2 separate regions of the Mus musculus genome follow, and region 2 is linked to region 1. A link is a contact called in public promoter capture Hi-C data. All regions are on one chromosome and are shown on one strand. Each heading gives the region's core, a stretch centred on a gene start, on an enhancer-like site or on the middle of the called end of the contact. The rest is flanking DNA. Distances are from core to core; before and after follow the strand shown. Region 1 holds the start of Lmx1b (LIM homeobox transcription factor 1 beta). Region 2 holds the start of Evx2 (even-skipped homeobox 2).

The links. Promoter capture Hi-C pulls out the DNA fragments that hold promoters and counts their contacts.
Region 2: a promoter capture Hi-C map of embryonic stem cells shows a contact between it and region 1, with 5 read pairs. The contact joins the promoter of Evx2 here to the promoter of Lmx1b in region 1. A contact is called at or near these places in 5 of 39 promoter capture datasets (cranial neural crest, embryonic stem cells, maxillary cranial neural crest and 1 more).

The regions. Positions count from the first base shown.
Region 1 is chr2:33,639,488-33,643,707 of GRCm38.p6, forward strand. It overlaps Lmx1b (LIM homeobox transcription factor 1 beta), which reads right to left and starts at 1,611. Exons shown (of 8, transcript NM_010725.3): 1 at 955-1,611; 2 at 2-188. The coding sequence starts at 1,111. Gm39790 (a long non-coding RNA gene) reads left to right here and starts at 174. Exons shown (of 3, transcript XR_866136.3): 1 at 174-460; 2 at 583-743; 3 at 892-984. It overlaps C130021I20Rik (Riken cDNA C130021I20 gene), which reads left to right and starts at 1,706. Exons shown (of 3, transcript NR_046275.1): 1 at 1,706-1,857; 2 at 1,989-2,114; 3 at 2,640-4,220.
Region 2 is chr2:74,658,153-74,662,285 of GRCm38.p6, forward strand. Evx2 (even-skipped homeobox 2) reads right to left here and starts at 1,405. Exons shown (of 3, transcript NM_007967.3): 1 at 841-1,405. The coding sequence starts at 1,267. It overlaps Gm31790 (a long non-coding RNA gene), which reads left to right and starts at 3,399. Exons shown (of 3, transcript XR_374674.2): 1 at 3,399-4,133.

The DNA.
Region 1 (4,220 bases), core at 361-2,860:
CTGTTGGTAGTCTTGTTTGCAGTACAGTTTCCGATCCCGGAAGTAGCAGCTGGTGGTGAGGGCTTGCTGACATGCCGCGCACTGCAAACACTCCTCGTGCCAGGACGACTCGTTGACTCGCATCAGGAAGCGGTCGGAGATGGGCCGCTGGCAGCCCTCGCAGACGGCGGGATGCGGGCAGTCGGAGCCTGCAGCGCACAGGGCGAGAGCCGGGCCGTCAGCGCCGCTTGGCCCAGCCCCGGAGCGCCTCCCGTCGCCTGAGGACCCCAGCCGGCGAGCCAGAGACCCGGCAGCCCTAGACAGCACGCTCCTTTCCGTAAGCTGGGGCGCCGTGAGGCCGAGGGCCTGCAGCCTTGGCTGGGCGCTGCGCTCTCCCCGCTCGCGGAGATCCAGCGGATGGTGTTATTACCAACGAGAAGGAGCTCCGCGCGGGGTGGCCGGCTGGAACCCAACCAGCGAGGTGAGGCCAGGACACTCGCTGGCTGACACGCCCCACGATGCTGTTGGAACCTTCTACCCCAAGAACCGCGGTTGGGATAGACCCGGGGATAGTTTTCTCTTCTAAAAGCTCCCCTTCCCCAGGTGACCTGGCCTCTCTCCCGGGCTCTAAGGAGACAACTTGGTTCTCCAGCATCCCTGCCACCCGCTTCCCACCCCAGCTCAGTCCAGTGTAGCAGCACTAGAACCCAGACCCGGAGAGGACGGTGTGAGTGACGGCTGAGGCTGTTCAGTCCTCTGTCTAGGTGACGTCCCTGAACGTTTTCCCCTCAGGGAGCTCTGTCTCGGTGTGCTTGTTACCCCTCCGGTGGTCATTCCAGGGGTCCGGACCCCCTCCCCACGTCCTGAAAACCTATTTTCTTTATTCTTTGCCCCTCACGCCGGTATCCACAGCGGCACGACGGACAACCCTACCCCCTGACCCGCACTATTCGAGCGTTGCGACCCAGCACTCACCCAGCAGCACCCCCAGGGTGGCGGGCCCGGGGCGAAGGGCGTGCTCCTCCATCTTGATGCCGTCCAACATCTTGATGCCGTCCAACATCTTGGCGCAGTCCGTCTGCCCGCGAGGGAAGCACCTCTCCAGCGACTCGGGACCTGTTGCTATATCCATGGGACGCCCGGCGCGCTGCGGACCCCGCCGGCTGGGCCGCTCACCCTCCGGCCCGTCCGCCCGCTCCGCTGCAGCCGGGGAGGCGCGGCGCCCGCGGGGTCGGGGCCGCCCGCTGCCCCGGGGCGAGCGTGGAGCGGCGGCGCGCTGGCCCCGGGCCCCGGCGTCGTGCGGGAGGGCCCGGGCGGCTGGCAGCCCCGCGCGCCGCTCTCTACCGGCTACTCGCAGCCACGCGCACTCGCTGCTCGCCTGTCACCTGCTTGTCAGCCCCGGGTCCCGGCTGCAGCAGCGGGCGGCACGCGGAGCCGCCCGGAGGAGTAGGAGGAGGCGGCGGCGGCGGCGGCGGGCGGGGGAGGGGGCGGGGGTGCAGGGGCGGCCCCGCGGGCTGGGGGGGCGCGGGCGTCGCAGCAGGGTCCCGGGCGGGGCGCAGCAGGCCGCGGGGCTCCAGGCGCGCTCCCCGCACTACTCCAGTGCCATGGTGCGCCCGAGGAGCCGCTCGGTTTAGAGCTGGGGCTGGCGGCGGAGGGATACTCCGGCCCCGAGCCGCCTCACCCCTCCTCAAACTTCCTGACATTTGAACTCATTGGTGCGCCTCGTATCACTGCGCCGGGATGAGCCGGCTGCTCCACGTCAAATAGTGCCGTCGCCTCCCCCCCTCCCTGCGGGAGGGCTCCCTTAGCCCCCGTCCTGCACCCCGTGCCGCGCCCTGAATCCAGGCGACCATCCTGTCCACCATTGGCAGAAGTTTGGTTAGCCATCGAAACAAATCCTGTGCCCCACCCCTCTTGAAAAATTGATTTGGGAGTTGGGGAAATCAGGCTTTCTTTTTTTTCTTTCTTGCCTTTTTTATTATTAATATTTTTGTTGTTTTTTTTTTAAGCTCCAGCGCTCAGAGGAGTGGCCCCAAGCGAGGCCAGACTGTGAGGACGGCGGGGAACGCAGCGACTTCTCCAGGGGACAGCGCCAGGCGGGAGCGGCTGGCCCAAACCCGGACTCGTAGTCTAAGGTAGGTCGCAGGGTCTGAGTTGGTGTCCCCTCGGGAGGCGGGGCCTGCACCGGACAGCCTGGTGTGCTGAGAGGGCTCCTAGGGTCGAGGGATGGGGAACATCAAATGTAAGCAAGAACCGCTGGCCCCGGACTCGCCAAAGGGAACCCTGACCTGGGGAGGGGGTGTAAGGGCTGTAGTTTGAGTAAGTAGTCCCAAAAAGCCCAGGCCTGGCAGAAATAGGGCGGGGGAATGAGTTGAGGGGGCTCTCATAGCCAGAATGGGAGATCTTGGGTGAAAGAGGACGGTCAGGCCCGGGTTGAGACCAAGAGAGTGTTAAGAGGGTCAACAGGGCTCGGAAAGATATCTTGTTCCCGGCCGGGGTCAGTGGGCGAAGGCTGGGCCTCCCAAGGCTTGGAGTATGAGGGGCAGGTAAGAAGTGGTGTCCTCAAGATCTAGGGGTGGAGGCCTGGAACGGCATGGGTACAGTCGTTCTAAGGAAATCTGTGTGACCTCTGAAATCGGTGCCCTTTCATTGTGGCTAAGGGACCTGGCCAGGGTTAGAGACTGAGCGCTGGCCACCCTTGGCAAAGTGGGCCTCGACAGCGGGCAACGCAAGGCCAGCGGCACGCAGCTGGAGACTCCTGGGTGCATCCGGCCAGACATCCGCGAGAAAACTAGAAGACGTCGCATCGGGAAACAGGGTACCTTCGGCCCCACCACTCCCGCGCGGGTTTCGTCCTGGAATAGCAGGAGGGATGGTGCGGTCCCAGGGCAGGAGTTAACAGCCCCTGCGAGCTGCTGCTGGGCGGCCCTGGCCCCTCCGGCTGTGGAGCAGCGGCGCGAAGCCGGGAGGGGATGGAGGGCTCGGAGGGCGGGTCCCCTGACCCCGCTAGAGGCGAGAGGGCGGATCAGATTTGGAGCCTGAGGGAGGCTTGGTCAGAAGTGGCCCCCTGTGCTGGGGGGGCCCCCCGGAGGGGCCCGGCTTTGTGGAGGATTAGCGGTCACCGCCCCACCCCAGTACCTGCGTGTGTGTCGGTGGGTATCGGAGTGTGTCTGTGTGTGTCCGCGCTCCCGCCTCGCGGAAGCTATTGAGAACGTGTGCACCCGTATTCCTGTGCACATACATTTTGTGTTTGTGTGTCCTTACGTCTTTCCAGGCAATGAGTGTGTGTGTTTTCGGTACACGTCTCTCGTGCTTCTATGTCATGTTTTTTACACGTCTTTGTGTGTGTCCTCGTGAAGGTGTAGATAGTGAAGATGTCTACGCCTTTGTATGCGCCTCGGCCCCTTTAGCGAATCTGGTAGATTTTTCTCTATAAGTGTGTCTCTGAGTTACCTTTGTGTTTCTGTTTGCCCCGGAGCTCCTGAATTGTTCTGTGTCGCCCAGGGGTTTTTGTGTTTGTGGCTTTGTGTTCTGTGTATTTCTCGGCGCCTTTGTGTATCCAGGAGCATGGGTATGTGGATGTAGAGTTTTCTTCACCCACCCTTCGTCCTTGTTTTTACCCAGTGTGAAAAATCTAAGGCCTTGAGCCCTGAGGTTGGGCAGAGGCCTGGGCCTGGATCTGGACCGCCTTCTCTGGGTATCTGGGCCCTGGCGCGTTACTGCGGGAAGAAGCCGAGCGGGTAAAGGCTGGGGCGTGCAGAGCCGGGAGGCACCGAACCGCTCGCAGAAGCAGCGGCCCAACCGGGTGCACTCCGCCCTCTGCTGGCCATAGTGTGTCTCTGCAACCACTGCTGGGCACCGAAAGCCCTGGTTCCAGGCCCGGAGCTTCGCCATCTCCTTCAGGCTGAGTCGAAAGAATCTTCTCTGTCTCAAACCTTAAAGACGAACCTCGGACTCTAAGCAATCGCACAGTGTTTCACCCCCATCTTCACCCTCCCATTTCCCCCACGCTCCCTGTGCCTGTCCATTTCTACCCCATTCCTCTCCGTTTTTCTTTGGCTGAATGGTGGCCCCTGTGGCCCGGCTTCAGAGGTTTCCCTGATCCTCTGGCTGGCATCTAAGACCGGGTCTGGACCTTTGACTGTGTTTGCTGCGCGTTCTGCAGTGCTTGAAGCCAGGTCTCAGCACCGAGGGCACACCTGTAGCCCCCCCCCCATTTGATGCATGGCTGGTGTGTTTTC
Region 2 (4,133 bases), core at 155-2,654, about 41 Mb after region 1:
GTCAAAATTGATGGGATCTGTCAGGCTTACAAATTGCTGCCGTTAATGAAATCAATGAAGTTTGGGGAGCCCTTCCTAACCAAATAATAGAAACAGAATTTGAAAAGGTTGTTCTTTTTCCAATAATTAGAAAATTACCACTCGGTAGGAAAATTTGCTGGGGAAGAATGCCTACCTTGGAACCAGTTTAAGAAGCTGTGGGTTTGACAGTCTAGGAACCATAGGGCAGCTCTTTATGCGGCTTCCAATCTTTCTTTGACAGCCTTTGGGGTTAAAATATCTTAGGATTTTCAAAGCATTTGCAGCTCAAGCTCAAGCCAGTAAAGGGAAGGAGGCGCCCACTTTTCAAACTCTTTTCTGTCCGCTGACTTAAGCGGTTGAGCAGAGGTGCGAGGCCAGACTCTCTGTCTCAGACTTATCCAGAGGAGTGTCCCCTCTACCCGGCCCTGGGGGCTCCAGAAGCAACTGAGTTCGGAGCTCCTGTCCAGGGCACCCTTCCCAAAAAGCAACTAAGCCACCCGGGCTAGCAGCGCTGTGTCGCCTCGCCCCAGCTCTTACGCCCCAGCTCTTAGATCGGCAAGCGAAACATTTGCTTCGATTCAGGCAGGAGCCTGGGCGCTTGGGCCTGGCTCCCTAGGCTCCACAGGCCCGGGCTGTGCTGGGATGCTCAAAGAACAGAGCCAGAGGGACCAGTTTTTAGTATGCATCCCTCCCCTGCCCCTGCCAGCTCTGTGAAGCACTTTAGTTAAGAGTCAGAGACCCGCTAAGGTGTGGAAAGGGCTGGCCAGGCCCTCGAGAGAGCCCAGAGGATGAGGCTGGAGTCTGCGGGTACCCGGTTACCTTTGGCATTGTTTTCCTTGAGCGGTGCAGCGCCCAGGCCGCTGGGGGAGCGCAGTGCGGAGCAGCCCACCTCCACGTCGCTGCTCATGTCGGCCTCGGCGGCCGCTTCGGAATAATGACTAGGCTTCTTGCGGCTCTCGGTAGCGGAGGCAATTTCGGAGGAGACGGTGCTTTCGCTGCTCGGGTGCTGCAGGTTGAACAAAGTGTCTATTTCGAATTTGCCTTTGGCGGGGAGGTCTCCCAGAGCTCCGTGCAGCGGGGCGGACGGCAGGCGCGGACTGAGGCGAGCCGGGTGCTGCGAATTTTCCAGGGCCTCGAGCACAGCACCGCCAGCTGAATCGGACAAACTGGAGAACCTCTTGCCAGCAGTAGGGCTGTGGAGCCCTCTTTCCATCAGAATCATCTCTTTTCTTATTCTTTCCATCATCTCAGCTTTCTAAAAAATGTCACAGTGGCCTGGCTGTCCCGTCTTAATGATGGGCTGCGCCCAGGGCTGATTCTCATTCAGCCCCAGCAAGCGGCTCTAAATATTATTATCTCTTTTGGAGGGAGGCGGAAAAAATTGTGGGATGCCAGAGCGAGGGAATGACTGGTCAAAATGACCCATACATCCTTCCGAGTCGGAGATGTCATTCATCAAAAAGTAGCGCCCGCTCGTCATTAAGGTACGAATGACGCCGTTCGAATAATCATTTATTGTAACAGGTTTATAAGCAAATAAATACACGCTCCTGTCAGTGGGTAATGAAGGCGACTTCAGAGCAGACAAATAGATCCAGGTAGGAGACGAGAAGACACGAGAAGTGAGGAAGAAGGCTCCGGTCCTTTGCCCGCTCCCAGCCAGTTCTGCTCGCCCGGGGGTTTGGCCTCGGGGGTGAAATTGACAGTCTGATTAATAGAGCACGCCGCGGCGCATTTCCCCCTTCATTTAGGGGCATCATTACGCTCTCAGTTTGCTGGGTTGCCCCTTAGGTCCTAATCATGCAGCGCCTTCCTCATTTCTCCACGAACACAGATACGTGTTAAATAATAGATAATGCTTTGATTTTTCCAGGGTAGATTCTTGAGAAGTTTTTGTTTTGTTTTGTTTTGTTTTGTTTTGCCTTAACATTTACAAGCTGGGGGCGTAAGGGGGGCGGGTAAAGGGGAGGATACAGGAAGAGTTGCGTAAGAAGACCTCGCGCCCACTCCTGTCAGGATTACTTATCTTTCTGTTTTAAGAACCAAATATTAATAATGAGTATTTTATTTAACAAATAGAATTCTGAGTTCTTTCTCTCTCCTTACTTTTTCCTCTCAGTCTTGATTCTCCCCTCCAACACACACACACACACAGAGAGAGAGAGAGAGAGAGAGAGAGAGAGAGAGAGAGAGAGAGAGAGAGAATATATCTTGTAGACTTTTGAAAATGCTTTCTTGCTACGTGGCTGAGGAGGTACACAGGACCCGTGCCGTGCCTCCAAGTGGAAATCATTACATCTTCTCTTATTTTCTACCACTGCTTGCAGGCTAACTTCTGAACTCGAAGACCTTAGATTTTTTGTTTTATAATCCTCTGATGGATAAGCTTCTCACCCTCGCATTCTCCCTTAGGGGAAATAAACTAGACTGGAGGATCTGATAGTAGAAATTGACAGCTAACTTTAAACACAATCATGATTTACCGTACCATAGCTCCCCATCACAGAACCCACTTTTTAAAATTGCCGGCTTTCTCCCACCCTTCTCAAATAGAGGAATTCGTGGTGAAGTAACTGGGTTTTGGGGGTCAAAGTGGAGGGAATGGAATCTCCTGCTGCCTCCCTTCCTTTCCCACTTTGTTCTTCTTCCACTTCTCCATCCTCCCCCTCCTCCACCCTAGGCCCTTACCTGTGGCCCCCGGTGTTCCTGGTGCTGACTGGGGGCACAGAGAGTCTCCAACCAGCCTTGCCTCTTCTCCTTCCCGCCTGAGGCTGGAGGCTGAGCCTCTTGGCGATAACTTTGATAGTCATAATGACGCCGGTGGCAACCATTTTAAGGAAGATCAATCTTCACTCAAATGCGCTCATCTCCTCCCGCGCTTGCGCCCCACCCTGCCCGACTCAGATGCGTCGTGCCAGTTTGCCCGCCTGCTGCCCCAGAAGCAGAGCTTTGTCCGCACTGGCGAGGTCCACGGAAGACAGGGACAGGACACAGTGGTCTAGCGCGTGAGCTTCCGAAGCAGCCTAGAGAGCCTGGCAGTCTTGATGCTGGTTTTGCATCCCGGTCACAGGACTAACTGAGACCCTAACCCGGGCCCCCCTCCTTCCCGCCTTGAGACACACCCAGCATATTGGGGTGTGTTAGGGGGTAAACCTCTGATCTAATTGCCCATCTGTCTGTTGGCGCTTTCTTTTTAACCTTGGACCCGTTGGGGGCGCGTCAAGAATGTAAGGGGAGGTGAGGTGTGAAATATATTTATATACATGTGTATACATATATAGTCAATGCCAAAAGTTTTTCACCTCTTCCCCTTAGCGCCAACTTATTTCTACAGGCAAGCTTGCTGGAAAAAAAAAAAAAAAAAAAAAAAAAAAACAATCCCACCTCTTTAAAGTTGTAAGTGGAAAATTGCATAGGCTCGCAGGCTTAGGAGAATTGTCTGGTGGGCGATGACCTCCATTTGAGAATTTGACCCAGCATCCACCTTTGCCCCTGTCCCAGTGGCTATTCTACCCTAGTGGTCATTCAGTTCCTGGCACTTGCATTGTCCTCAAGCAGGATTTTGGCTACCTCTCTTCGCTAATCACACGTCCAGCTCTGCGGGCGCCCCCAACTGCTTCTCAGCCAGGACGCCCAGCTCCACCGGTCCAGGCAGTCTGGGCCCCAGTGTCTCTGGGAGGATCCTGCTACCTAATCCTTCTCTACCCAAGGGACTAGAAGAGAATCTTTGGTCTAGGCTAGGCTCCATGGGGGGCCAAGACCCTGGCAGCAAGTGGTCGCTCAGCCTGGGCGGAAATCCGCCGATGCCTTTATTGCTGTCATTTGGCGCCCCCATCTGTTTTCCTCGCGGTTTCAGCAGCTGTGAGCTGCTTTTCTGTCGCAGAAACCTCAGTGGCCTAGGAAGATTTCTTACCTTCTTCTACGACCCACCGCCTCTGGTTCCAAAAGCTGGCCAAGTACGACTCCACTCTACTGAAAATGAAAAAAAAATCATTTCTCCGCGACACCTTCATTCATTAGTGGTTTTGAAACTACCTTGCACCTTTTAAGTAACACTGATACTGCATTTCCAGGATGTCTATTGCCCCACATATACTTGTGATCTTGTCAGG